2 separate regions of the Zea mays genome follow, and region 1 is linked to region 2. Evidence: chromatin contacts called from public Hi-C data. All regions are on one chromosome and are shown on one strand. Each heading gives the region's core, a stretch centred on a gene start, on an enhancer-like site or on the middle of the called end of the contact. The rest is flanking DNA. Distances are from core to core; before and after follow the strand shown. Region 1 holds the start of LOC100191423. Region 2 holds the start of LOC100501311 (Late embryogenesis abundant (LEA) hydroxyproline-rich glycoprotein family).

Region 1 (7,092 bases), core at 2,459-4,958, 140 kb before region 2:
GAAATAAGGAATTTGCACTAACTGGCACAAATAATGCTGTGATTATAGATAAGTTTAAATGCTAAGTTCAGAAAGTAAGAAGAAAACCTGTACAAGATAACCCTTCCATCTCCAAATTCTTATAGAATATTTCCCCTCGATGCATACTTGGGATTTTGATGCCAAGAGCCAATACCACTATCATGTAAACATATAGATTGTTAGAGGCAAAAGAAAGTGATGCTTGGTTTGCATAACAAATGAGCCCACTAGAGGAAGAAAAGGTATGATATTGAGAACAAGATAGAAAAGTAATAAAATAAAATACCTCCATTGAACATATAGCATCTACTGCTGATGTTACTGTAGGTGTTGAGTACCCAAATGGTGATAGAAAACCTGCATTGCGATCTTTTTCATATTGGATAGTCTCAGTGTAAGCTTTCCTCCTAGATATGACTCCAAGTTGAATTGCAGGACCAAACAAGATGTAGAATGAAGCACCATATCTGGTTTCAGCTAAACGCACTTTATCATGCAACCTGGATAGAGTTAAATCGGGTTAAATATGAAGACTCGCTAAGAATTAATAGATATGACAAGTGAATTCATATAATACATTAATAACGACTCTGTTACATGAATAAAATGAAAGACCAAGTCCCTAGCGAGAATTTAATTGAAGGACAAAATTAGTTGGTAACACATACTCTTGCCAACTAGCATTTCCTGTGCCTTCAAGATATTTTAGGTAAGCAGCCAAAGCATCCAAAGTAATTTCTGTTCCACCACTAACTTCCAGTGAGTTCTCTGATGCAAACTTCGAGTTTATAATCCTCTTTCCTGATGCAACAGAATCCATGGTGGCAGCATCATCTATGTTTTCTTCATTGATGGTGCTTAATGTAGCATTACTTTTGATCTTCCTTTGACTGATTGTCCTTTTAAGGATAGATCTTGCGGGCATTCTCTTGAGAGGAGCCCAATTGTCCTCTGGTGTTATTTCTTTCAGGAAACATTTTAATTCTTCCAGAGTGGGTAGAGAACCTGAATAAGAAATTGTTAAGCTAAATGGGAACATAAAAATGCCCAAACAAATGGGTAAAATAACAGAGTGAAATACATCAGCATCTTTGAGCTTGTCCAGAGATGCATGTAAGTCCTGGAACTATTAATTTGCAGTTTCACATCCCTGAACTTGCTAACATCCAAGGTTCAAACCCAGCTTATTTGACATCCCTTCGCATTATCTTCTTCCTTGTGGCCTCTCTACAGTTCACGGCTTGTTAGCGACTTAGCGTCCACGTTAATATAAAATGCCTTGGTAACATCCAGCAACAAAAGATTTACCACGGGTTCCCGACATCTGGAGAATCACTTGCATGTCTGTTTGAGTTTCTGCGGGTGGAGCTTTTCCAAAAGCAGGTTTCTTAGAAAAGCTCATCCAGACCTGCTTCTGGGCTTATCTGATTTTATAGTAGTATAAAGTCAGTTTTGCAGGCTTGTGGCTTCTCAAGAAACTTCTCAGAAGCAGGCTACTTGTTTCAGCTTCTGGCTTCTGAGAAGCCAAAGCTACAAAAGCTCAAACAAACTGGGGCATAGGAAGCTCATAGACATGGAACTGAAAATTAATAGTTCGGGGACCAAGATGACAGCCTAGAACAAGTTTGGTGACCACTGGTACATTTGACTGAATAACATACAATCCAGAAAGAATAGAATTAAAATGCACCTGTGTCTAACTCCAAATTTAGAGCAGGCAAGGTCGCCGCAGCAAGAGGTGTGGCCAATGGTAATTTTTTCTTTAAAAAATCGTCATGTGATGTCGGTACTGCTCCCAGATTCTAGTATAATGAATACTTCAGCTATCAGCATGTCATACATATTTAAGTTACTAAGGATAAAAAGAGAGGTCGTAATTAAATTACCTTATAGTCATACAATGGGGCACTCCAAGCCACTATCTTGGGAGGGCTTCCCCATGAGAATGACCCATTAGATAAAGATGATTCAACATTGGCAAGAACATCACGCACTCTATATTCAACTTCTTCTTCTGTAAAAACGAGACCTGCTTGTACCTGTTACGCTCCACCAGTGCATGCAACATTGCAAGCAGAAGATACTTATGTTAGATAGTCAGATGTGAACTTACATGTAAACTCTTAAGCTCAATGATCAATATAAACCTTGCATAGTGACCTCATTCACAAGCTTCAGCACAACATCTTCAGCGTTTCCCAGGCCTATGAGCAAATCAGAATCTTGAGATTTCAACGTCATCTTAAGATCTTTCAGAGCAAATAGCAGCAGTTCCAGCATTTTATCTGAATAGCCTGCAAGTGAGGGGGAATTATATAGATGCTTAGTGTCAGTGATGCTACTAGTTTTAACAGTGTGGAAGTATGGCTGGTGACCAACAATTCATTGACAATTAACAACCCCCATCCTAATTCTGCCAACAGCGAAAGGGCCTCTAGCTGAGTTGGTTAGGTGGTCTGAGTAGCACTCCTCAGGTCTGGGTTCGACTCCCTGTGGGAGCAAATTTCAGGTTGTGGTTAAAAAAAAAACTCCTCGTCTGTCCCACGCCAAAGCACAGGTCTAAAGCTCAGTCCCGGTCGTGGTCGTTCTCACATGGTCTTCGATGCCGCTGTGTACGGGTGGGGCAGGGGTTCGGGGGTTTTCTCGACCTGTGTGAGAAGGTCTTCTTCTTAATACAATGCCCGGGGGCTGTCTTACCCCTCGCAGGTCGAGTTTTTAATTCTGCCAACAGAACTATAGGGGAAAAAATAGCAAACGGGTGAGTTTAAGATGTCCTATAAAAGATGGACATATTTGCTGTGCAGTCTGTAGTATGCTGCAACTTAGACAATTGCACTATCCACCATCAAAACGAAAGCCAACAGCACAATGACAAAAAATGTGCAAATCACTGTCCACTGTCCTATAAGTCACTGTTACGATCCCACTGTAGCAGGAAATCTAGAACAATAGGCTGATGTTGCATGCAGCCTTAACTTGTGATCTTAGCACTTCTGGCCCGGGATTTTGGTGACAGTACTTCTCCCAAGAGGCAGCAATCAGCAAGCACAATGCGGTCCACGGCAGAAATGGTTTCAACATCTAATAGCTTGTGATGAAAAGCAAGCAGCACATGCACATGTTTAATGCCCACTAAAGTTCACGGTATCAGCAAGTAGCGAGTTCCACAGTGATGGCAGACAGTCTCGATTAATACTTTGAGTTAACAGTGGATACTATACATGCTCAGTGTTCAACTTCAGCTTTGGTACCACGTTGGATGCACGAGAGACGGTACAAAGCCCCATCACAGCGCGCGCAGTATTCCCAAATTCCATACCCCCAACACTCAACCGGATCGGGCGTCTAGCACCAACACAACCAACATTACCGGCGAGGATGCGTCGGTCGAAGACGTAAAGCGGCACGACGGGGCGCCGCGGCTCCGAGACGGCGGCGGCGAGGCCCGGGTGGTCGTCGATGCGGAGATCATGCTTAAACCACACCACCGCGGCAGCGCCCCCGTCCCTCACGGGGGTGGGGGCATTGGAGGCGACGATCCGGACTCGGCATCGGTTCCGCAGGACCCGACGGTGGTGGGGCGGGGCAGGGAGAAGCGGCCCGAACCGTAGCGCAAGCAGAGCCATGGGAGGGGCTGCGCGGAGGCGTCAGCTGTAGCAGCGGCAGCCATAGGCGGGGAAGAGCGGGGATAAGAAGGGCGGGGCTAGGGCGCGCCCATGGCGAAATTGTGGCGGAGGGCGGCTGCTCGGAATCGTGCGTGAATTTTCTGTGGCGGAGGACGGCGAACGCTGCGGCCAGTACAGTACAGCAGTGCTGCAGTGGGGCGCCGCAGCCGCAAGTCCGCACCTGCAGGTTCGCAGCAGAGGCCAGGGAAACGCGCAACAGAGCAGCTATACATGTGCAAACGGCCTGCCGGTCCGGCCCGGCACAGACCCAACCTATGCTCTGCTCATACCGGGCTACAAGAGAAGATTTTCTGCAGTTTTGTCCAGTAGACTGGGGTAGATTGTGCTTGAACTGGGCTATGGTCCCCGGGTCCGCAACAGATTGTAAGTCGATCACGAGACCGCTGAAGCTAAATAAACGGTAGACACGAAGATTTGTGCATTGTCTATAAATTTATTGTCGAAAAATCCTCGGCAAACCCATTCTCATAGCGAAGTTCTATTCGGAGATTGAACTGAATCATGTTTGCCACATGGGATATCATAAACAGAGTTCAATTGAAGTTAGTATTGCAATAGCTTCCTCCGTGGTCCGGGCACAGCAGGATCCCCGGTGCTTGCCAACATCTCTCCCCTGAAGCCTGAACGCTATATGCAACTTATAAAGTACTCACGACCGACAAGTCACGGTAATTTTCACGTCAAAAATAAATATTATTCCTGTAATGCTCGGAATCCCGACTGATAGCACAGGGTTTGTGTCTCATGGAAACCATGTGCAAGTTTCTTTCTCATAATAAGATAAAGACTTCAGCAAATCAACAGCAGCTGGAGTCTTGCCCCTAAGTTCTCTCCATGCATTGACTGGATGTTTGTCATTGTGTTATCTCCGAGGATGTTTATCCTTCTACGACTTCTTAACGTCAAAACCACACTTGTGTCAGCACCTCCACGGCACATGCGGCAGACTCTCTACTTCCGAGGCACCAGACGGTCCGACTGAACACTGAAGGCAACAAGCAAGCAACGGAGTCCGCCACGCTTCAGACGGTCCAAAAATCACAAAAATAATGTTTGAACAGATCCTAATGTTTCAACTACCAAGGCACCAAGCTATTAAGGGTGCTGTTCGAACCAGAATTGAGCCGGCGGACTGTCCGGCCCTGAGGCCGGACGGTCCGCGCCTGTGGGCCGGACGGTCCGCGCGTGCGCAGAACAGATTAGGGTTCCGAGTTTTGTGCTACGGTGGTTAGCTATATTCGCGGGATTAGCTCGGAATCAGTTGTGTAAAGGGTCCAGCCCCCTTCCTCTATAAATAGAGAGGTCTACGGCCGATTTGTAATCATCAACAATCAAATCAATACAACTTTTATTCGCATTTTATCCTAGGAGTAGTTCTAGTCTAGTTTAGGTTTAGCCTCCCAATCCCCAAATTCTCCGCCTCTCCTCGACTCTACGTCGATTAGAGGAGTCTAGGTCGGCCTGCCCGAGCCTAGACACCACCTAGGATCTCTACTCCCCGACGGGGTCCCTCCCGGGAGCGAGATCCAGGCGCCGTCGGCGATCTTCCGCCGTCCCTGCGTACGTGCGGACCGTCCGGCCCCAGGGCGCGGACCGTCCGGCCGTCAGGCAGAAGTCCCAGCCGCGCACCAGGCCGCGGACCGTCCGGCCCCAGGCCGCGGACAGTCCGCCCTTGCGCAGAGAGCACCACCGCGCCTCGCACCAGGCCACGGACTGTCCGGCCCCTGCGCGCGAACCGTCCGCCCCTGTGCAGAAGGCACCGCCACGGTTCTTGTTGAGTGTTTGGCGCTCCAAAAAGGCGTCAACATACTTTTGGCGACTCCGCTGGGGAAGACATATCTAAGCTCATCAAATCGGCCCTCAATGGCCGGTTCAAGGGATAGCTCTGATATTTCTCCAAGCAACATTATAGAGCCGACTTGGGAAACCTTGCCGGCTGACGAGCAGCTCCAGTTCGAGGAGCACAAGGAGCGGATGATCCAGGAGGCGAAAGCAAAGTTCTTGGCCAACTTCAAAGTGGACAGGAACAACAAGGTCGTCCGACATCGGGCGACGGATCCGGCTTCGCTCCAACCCACGCCAGATATCCCCAATGTAAGTAATACCAACGATCTGCAATCTCTTAGAAATTATGTAGAAAATCAGCGTGAACAAATGCAGAACATCATAGGGGGTATGCAAAGCGATCTTAAGAGACTAGTACGTGCATTTGATAAATCTAGTACCGCAAATTTTCCTTCCCACGAGGTTGAGTTAGGAGATAACGCGTGTAACACATCGGCTACAGGTTGTCACGACCAGTCACAACCCCTTTATGGGATGCCGATGGACACATACCCTAATCAACCGCAAATCGGCAGCAAACCAGCCGATCTGCACATGCCCGGACCGTCCGCACGTGAGCGCAGACCGTCCGGACCAACAACAGTCGGGCCGATTTTTAATGAGTTACCTAGATATGCGCCCGAACCTCCACACACGACGCAGAATCTAAACTACCCAGTCGGACCGTCCGCGCACAACAACGGACGGTCCGCACATAACCACGGACGGTCCGGGCCAATGTCCGGACAGTCCGCACATGACCTTTTTGAGGAGGATTGTTACCGGAATCCTCACCCGTCCCAGCAGCACTTCCCATCGCACTATACAATGCATCAACCCATTAATTCAAGATCCAGAGCCCAGGAAAGCTTTCCGGCCCCAGCCAGGAGGCCGGAAAGAAACGATCAAACCTATGACCCATATAGGGCAAATGAAAATGCACCACATGACTCAAACCAATGGGGGGAAAGACAACATGCTAATATCCAGCCGACCCCACCTATGTTTGACCAGAGAGCCGGTGGTCTCGCACCGGCTGCCATTGATATAGTAAGGGAAGAAATAGCCGGGGCGTTCCGAGATAAGCTCGGAGTAAGCATGGTCCCTGGGGGGCAATCATATCAGAAACCTTATGACAGCCGATTTGATCACCACCCATACCCACAGGGAACCAGGATACCCGAATTCGCAAAATTCTCGGGTGATCAAGGAAAAAACACACGCGAACATATAGGCCAGTTCTTAGCACAATTAGGAGAATTGGCCGACACAGAGGCATTCCGCGTACGTTTATTTTCATTGTCACTAACAGGAACCGCGTTTGCATGGTATGCCACTTTACCTCCTAATTCCATTTCATCATGGGGGGATCTAGAACAAAAATTTCATGATCATTTTTTCTCTGGTGACTATGAGTTGGATTTGGTAGATTTAGTGTCGTTGCGACAGACAAAAGATGAATCGGTTAATGATTACATCCGGAGATTTCGAGATGCAAGAAACCGATGCTTTCAAATTCATTTAGCAGAGAAACAGCTAGTAGGATTAGCCTTTAATGGTC
Region 2 (7,867 bases), core at 516-3,015:
TTTACGTTGTTTTGGTTCACAATTTATGCTTAAATCCGTTTGAGCCAGAACCCGCGCACGACCGATGGCGAGCGATTTTTGCGTTGTAAATTTGGGCTCCATTCGCTATTACGAAACATATATACGATTTACGCTAAAATTCATACTAATTTACAACGTTTCGGTTCACGTTTTACGCTGAAATCCATTCAAGCTAGAACCCGCGCTCAATCGGCTGCACATGATTTTCACGCCGTAATTTCGGGGCCCATTTGCTTTTACGAAACAGATATACGATTTACGCTAAATTTTGTAACCATTTACGCTGTTTTAGATCACGTTTTACGCTAAAATCCATTCGAGCCAGAACCCGCGTACGACCGGACGCACGCGATTTTCACGCCGTAATTTCGGGGCCCATTTGCTGTTACGAAACAGATATACGATTTACGCTAAATTTCGTACTCATTTACGTTGTTTTAGCTCACGTTTTACGCTGGAATCCGCCCGAGCCAGAACCAGCATACGATCGGACGCGCGTGGGCATACCTGACTGAGGCTTCCCATACTAATGGAAGCCCTGGGCTTCCATTACCTCCTCCATATATATATATATATATCATTGCAGGTTTGCGGGCACGAGTATAATATGCCCACGAGAAAAAAAACGCGGCAGGTTAAGAATGAAACTCACACCCATACCCGTGGGTATAGACTCACACCTAAACCCGCACCCTATAAGATTTTTACCCGCCTTGCACGCGAGTAAAATGTGCCCGTTGTCATCCCTATTCTCAAGGTCTATATGCGCCATGACAAAGTGAGTCTTTTGAGTTTGGTGTTTCTTATACTCATAATACATGTTAATGAGGTGTTTCAGTGACGCTTTATGAGAGCAGTGCTGCTGGGACCCACACCTAAATCGTTAACATGCTTTTAAGGCATTTGCATCGTCTTCTCGGTTGTCTTTAGCTTTGCCTTTTCCATTGCTACTGTCATTGGCAATGTTACTGATACTATCATTTTGTGATGTTTTTTTTGCAACCACCCTCTAGGCCCTAATTATTGTGATGCCCATGGTCCCTTCCTTTGGTGCCCCCCCCCCCCCCTCTATGAGACTCGAAGTTGATATGTGCTTCGGAAATGATGTGCACAATAAGGCTATTTTCAGCGGTGTTACTCGTTGTATTTTCTATTTTAAATATCACTGTATAAATAGTACAAAACAATGTTTTGTATGACCAATATACATGATCTGATGGTCAAAGGCTAACATTCGGGTACATGTAAAAAAGATGGGGAGAAGTGATTTTTTTTACGAGTAGAGATTTCTTCGGGACAGATGGTAGATACCGTTGTTGGGCCCAGCAAAGGTTGAGTTTATTCTCCTCCAAAACAGCGCCAGAGATTGGGCCGTAAGACAAGAGCGGGCCACGAAAGGAAACCACGGCCCACGGGTGGTAACCACGTCCACGCCTTTCCGCCAAAAGCAAAACCCAGAGCGCATGCGCATCCAGATTCCTGTCTTCTTCAACAGAGAGCAACCGCGGCCGCTACCTCCGCCACAGCCCACAGCTCCCTCGCACTGTATCTGCATGCAACAACACGCTCTGCAGCACGTCTACCCCGTGACCCTCTCGGCATCTCCAGTGTCCAGAGCTACAACAGATGGCCGTCAGTTATGTCCGCGGTGATGTTGTGCACGAAACACCGAAGCAAAAGAAAAAAGAGAACGACGACGTCGTCGCCGACCCAGACGCCGCATAAAGGAAAGCTTTCTCCGCACAAGAAACCAAACCGTGACGCAGCGCAGCCATGGGGAAGCAGCTCTGCGACATGCACCGCTCGCGCCGCCGCGCCCGCATCGTCGCCGCCGCCCTCCTCTCCGCCTTCGCCGCTGCTGCCGCCGCGCTCACGGTGTACCTCGTCTTCCGTCCGCTGAAGCCGCAGGCCTCCGTGGTGCGCGTCGCCGTGTACCGCATGGCCACGGCCGCCGGGAACTCCTCGGAGGGGCGGGCCCCGCCGCCGTACACGCTCGCGGCGAGCGCGCGGTTCACGGCGCTGCTGCACAACCCGAGCGACCGCGCCGTGGTGTTCTACGACGGCCTCTTCGCCTACGTGACGTACCGCGGGGAGATGGTGGCGCCCCCCGCGCCGCTGCCCGGGGTGGCACAGGGCCGCGGCGCCGACGTGGCGCTGTCGCCGCATTTCGGCCTTGGCGGCGCGGTGCCCGTGCCGGTGTCGGCAGACGCGGCGCAAGCGCTGGAGGGCGACTGCGCGGCGGGCCGCGTGGAGCTACGCCTCGTCGTCATGGGCCGGGTCAAGTACATGAGCGGGCCATTCAGGACCGGATGGCGCGGGCTATACCTGCGCTGCGATGTCACCGTCGGCCTCTGGGTGGACGCCACCGCGGGCGACGACGGAGCCGGGGACGTGCCACTGCTCGAGTACCCCAAGTGCTCCGTCGACGCTTGAGTTGATCCTTGATCGGCGCAATGCATGAGCGCTCAGATGATCAGATTTTCAGAATTCTGGTGGAGAATAAGGAATTGGGAAAAACATTTTTCTGTGTCCACGCATGCTGATTCATACATTTATACGAGCCGTTTAGTTTTTGTCGCCTTACTGTTCCCTAACTCGTCAAATTCGATACGCTTTATAAAATTTCAAGAACAAAAATGTCCTGCTTTAAATAAACTAGTCAGTTACTCGTGCGTTACGATGGTTCACAACAATATTCACATAAATTATCCACTAAAAAGATCTCAATATTTTTATTAATTGTCTTCGCTCTTCGCATAATATTTTTTATAAACATACGAGTATTATAGGCAACAAATCAGAGATCTCATCCCTCGTCTCCCCCACTTCCAAAGTTTCGTAGAGTAGGAGGGTAAGGGAAGAGGCGGACATACATGTCCGTTGCCGGAGAAGGACACGACGAAGAACTGAGCATCTGAAGGCGACATAAGTAGTATACCGCTAGATATATAGGGAGAGAGCACGCAAGTGGAGAAAGAAGTCCAGCCGGAGCAGCTCCAAACAAAGAGGCACCCGCACCTGGCGTCAATCCGAGAAGGGCGAGATAATGCGAGTGTCTTCCCAGCCCTGGACCCGCCGAAGCGACACAAGACCACATAGCTATGCCGACTGCTGCCACGCTACGGGTCTTGGTTGTCCAATATCTCAGATCTGGACTCCCCATCGTCAAGATAACCTAAGTGCGGCAGGCACCACCATGCTCTCCTCGAAGACACGCACGAGAGCATGACCGACTCACCTCGTACCCGCGTCGACGAGCGTCGGTCGGCTCGCGGCTGCGACCGTGGGCGGGGGCAGCAGGTTGGGGAGAAAGAACAGGGCGAAGGCCGGCAAGATGAATGGGACGTCCGAGACGGCAAAAATGATGGTGCGCGCATGATGTGATACGTCCTTATGGACGTGCAATAGCCACTGCGCGAGTCAGCGTCGGACAAATACGGGGATGAGATGTATGCTCCTACGCCCTCCGCCGAGAATGTGGTGGTGCGAAGGTGGAGGCATGAGGGGAGAGAGAAAAGAAGTAGAATGACGAACGAGAAGGTGGCAACTGGGCCAAGTACCATCATTATCGTGCGGAGGTATAATTGGCCAGATGGGCCGTGTCTAGCGAGCCGGTCCGAGGCACGACCCATTTAATAGTGTTTGGGCCAACCTGACACGAGCACCGTGGGGTGCTTGGGTCGTAGCCTCGGCCCGTAGTGCTGGCCCGGCCTGACACGATTATTTTCTTATTTTATAAAAAAATCATATATACATATGTACAATTTATATTTATTGTTATAAACATCTAAGCATGATGTTCTACTGGTTAGACAACTTCGTCTAGTGTCTCCCACCCTTGTTCCATCAGGGCGGCCACGCCGCTTTTTAACATAACCCACCTTCTTCTCCGCTTTTTAACATTTTACGCTGAGTTGATTTAGAAGAAATATAGTGACTTTTTTAAAAAAAAGATGACCGTTGAAACATGTGCTTTAACTAGAGTTGTCATTTCTATGCATGCATTCTGATTTTTTTAAAAAGTTATATGCATGTATGTCTTTTGCATGCATTCTGATTTTTTAAAAAAGTTATATGCATGTATGTCTTTTGTGATAACACCCATCTCAATCTATCTCGATGAATCCCATTTCCCAAAACAAGTTGTCTCTTCGAAGTCTTATCATTACAATACTGAAGATGGTTCTTACACAATGGTTCATCTACGTCATGCCTACAAACATTCAAACAACAAACTCAACTCAAGAGATCTTACTGTAAAATCCATCCGTTGTCGTTTCTTATCAAGTGAAGAAGGCCTCTCTGCAATCATATTAGATTTAGGAACAATGAGATGAGATTGTCAATCTACGACGTACCTTTTTTTTGTCTGGAGAGGTTTTATTCTAATATTTCACCCTTTCATAGATAAGGAATTGTTGCCTCGTACATGTCGTAGTTTCATGATAATTAGAATTGTTATAGTAAGAAAAATTGTAGAAGCATACACATGTCTCTATCTTATTCATGCAATTACATGGACCGTTCATTTTAACGGCTCCACTTGCAACATGCACTTTACCTTTCGGCAGGTAACGTGAACTCAACTGGAACAGTTAGGACGTGTTTGGGAGCAGAGGATTGAGGCGATAATGGAATAATAATGGATTTTAGCTCTCTCAACACTCTTTGATTCGTTTGCTCTCACCGGAAGTTGCATGTCTGCACTTGAATCCGCGAAAGGCTATATACTACAGTATATGTTGACGCCTTTTTAGCCAAACACCAATAATCTTTAGATCCCGCTGGTGAGGAACGAGACCGTCTGTAGGCGGTGGACCGTTCGTGATGGCGCAAATGGCTTTGTATAGAAGCTAGATCTCGCCTTTCGAGAGGTACCTCGTGTTGCCAGGGGCGGAGTCAGAAAGAAGATATAGGAGGGGCCAACAAGACCATAGTATATAGTAGTGTAAGAAATAATAATAATTATAAGTATCAAATCAATCGTATGTATATAGTAAGTAAAATTTTAGCAATTTTACATTCACATAATTTAAATTCAGCAAAACAAATTGTTAAAAGAACTCACATGTTTTACTTGAGTGCTACTCTGCGTGTTTGAATTGCATTGAAGTTATCAATAAGTTTATCTGTTGCAAACTGAATTGCTATCTCCTTCTCGATATAAGTTATTAAGCAATTTCTTAAGAACTCATCTTCCATCCTACTTCGAAGCCTTGTCTTAACAAGTTTCATCGCAGAAAAGGCACGCTCCGTCGTTGCTGTTGAAACCGGTAGAGTTAGAACAAGCCGAATCAACCTGTTGATGAAATGTATGAGTTTTTCAGTACCGATAGAAAATAATTAACTAAATTAAATATAAAATGGTATATAACCTGTCGATCAAATAATATTCATCTGATTTCCCAGTTTCTGCTAGCCGGCGACAAAGATCAGCAACAGTTGTCAAATTCTGAAACTTCGAATTTGTAGGTACATCAAATTCATAATGTTGCAACTGAAGCCTTAAGGTACTTCTTTCTTGCTCAGAAAAATCAGCAGGGTAAAACTTTGAAGCAAGAGAGCACACATCATTAATTTCAATGAGTTGAATGAATTCTTAGGATCTAAAGAAGCACATAATATCAGAAGTTCCGTAACTTGTTCACTAAACCTGTGGTTTAGTTCTTGAGCTTGTTGATCAACTGCACTAGGGAAAATATCATATCTATAGTGATGCTCAATTGTGATCTCATTCCCTGCACGAGATCGAATGTAGTCCGCATATAATTCAGTCATGTTTGGAACAATGATTTCGTGCTTATTGCAAAATACTGTCACATCATTAATAAGTCTATCCCAACCATGGTCTCTCAGGTTCTGAATCAACCTTTTGGTAGTGGCAACATCATCCATAGCATTCACAATGTCCTGAGATTTATGTTGTAGCTTTTTGCAGAGTAAATCTGTAACCCCCATTAATTCCTTCATAACATGCATAATAAATATAAAGTCAAATGACATCATCAACTTAATAGCACCAGCAGCCTTCGCACGTCCAGCAACTGTGGTTCCTGAACCTTTTGCAATAGCAATATCTTTCAACACTAAGAATGTCGGCTTGTAAAGCTTTATAAGGCTACAAATGGAATTATAATGAGAACTCCACCTAGTTTCACCAGGACGTTGCAGAGTTCCAATTTGATTAATACCTCTTCCTATTTCAATCTCGTTAAGCTCAATGAGGTGCTCTATTTCAGCAACTTGATTAGCACGTAGATCATCATTTCTCTTAGTAGAAGACACAACCGTGTTGACAATAAGAGCAAGATGTTCAAAAAAATTATGAACTTCTGTTACCTCTTTAGATGCAGCTACAAGAGCTAGTTGTAACTGATGAGCAAAGCAGTGAACATAATATGCATAAGGGCACTCTTCTACAAACTTTGCTTGTAATCCATTCCACTCTCCACGCATATTACTAGCACCATCATATCCTTGTCCACGAATATTTTGAACATCTAATTTATGATGTGATAAAACAAAGTCCAATTCCTTCTTAAGAGTGGCAGATGATGTATCATGAACATGAATAAGATCAAGAAAACGCTCTCGAATGAAACCCCCTTTGTAAACAAACCGAACAACAAGTGCCATTTGTTCTCTTCTTGACTCGTCTCTTGATTCATCAACAATCAAGCAAAATTTGGCATCACCAATTTCATCACGAATAGTTGTTTGCACATTAAAAGCTATAAGGTCCAATATCTGCTTCTGAATTTGATGTGACGTGTATTTAGCATTCTGTGGAGCATTACTCAATACAACAGCTTTGACCTCCTCATCATATGATGCAATTAGCTTTACCATCTCAAGAAAATTACCTTGGTTCTTTGAATTAGCAGACTCATCATGTCCACGAAAGGGACAAGCTTGAAATACTAACCAACGGACTACATCAATTGATGTTCTAAGCCGCAATCTATTTGTCTTGACTTCATCACTTGTTTGCTTCTCAAGAATCGGTTCAATATGGTATAACCGATTCTTCAAATTATCATAGCATTTAACAGAATACCGATGAGCTGACCCACTCTCTCCTACATGAATTTTGAAGGCACAATTATCCCCACTTTTAACTTTCTTCCAATTTTTAAATCCTTTGACAGTAAACACATCAGATCCTGCTTTTCCTACTGGCTTCTTAGAAAATAAAAAGCAAGGAAAGCAAAAGGCTGCATCTTTTGTTGGTGAGTATTCTAACCAAGAAAAAGTTTCAAACCACTGTGACTGAAACCTCCGTGGATGATTCTTTGGACCTGAAGGTGGGTATACATCTCTAAAAAATTGGTATGGGCCATGTTTCATGTATGCTCTAATAACTTGTTCTTGCTTATCAGGGGGTAATAAAAAATCTGGCAACGTAAGCCTGAGTTTCTTTCTACAACCAACACACCAGTATCTTCAAAATTTACTTGACGAACCTTAGGAGATGGCTGTTCTGGAGCTTCCTCTTGTTGTGCAGCAAGCCAATTAGCAATTTCATCTTCCTCAGAATCAGAACTATTTTGTTCTTGCTCTCTTGGGACATCGACAACAATATCTTTCTTATAAAAAATATCAATTGTTGTTCTTTTGAATACCATGATTGTCCTTTAAGATAAAAAAACATAATAGGACAAATTAGCATCTACCGATACAGACATTACTCAACCAATATCAAGTAAATTAAAATATTAAATAAATAAAGTATTGCACAGTGCACAACAAAAACAGTAGGCAAATGATTGAAACCTTTAGAGTAGATTGTGCTGAAGAGGAGGCTTGAACAGTAGGCAAATTAAATAAATCAGCTATCTAGGCATCT

What was found. Hi-C and Micro-C count contacts between places; a contact is called where the count stands out from the background.
Region 1: a Hi-C map of ear shows a contact between it and region 2, with 2.9 times the contacts expected there. The contact joins the promoter of LOC100191423 here to the promoter of LOC100501311 in region 2. A contact is called at or near these places in 3 of 25 Hi-C or Micro-C datasets (ear, leaf and tassel).

What each region holds. Positions count from the first base shown.
Region 1 is chr7:149,346,576-149,353,667 of Zm-B73-REFERENCE-NAM-5.0, reverse strand. It overlaps LOC100191423, which reads right to left and starts at 3,708. Exons shown (of 14, transcript NM_001136856.2): 1 at 3,392-3,708; 2 at 2,182-2,315; 3 at 1,908-2,060; 4 at 1,712-1,823; 5 at 690-1,026; 6 at 308-521; 7 at 88-177. The coding sequence starts at 3,647.
Region 2 is chr7:149,204,803-149,212,669 of Zm-B73-REFERENCE-NAM-5.0, reverse strand. It overlaps LOC100501311 (Late embryogenesis abundant (LEA) hydroxyproline-rich glycoprotein family), which reads left to right and starts at 1,765. Exons shown (of 1, transcript NM_001196063.2): 1 at 1,765-2,544. The coding sequence starts at 1,795. The coding sequence ends at 2,454.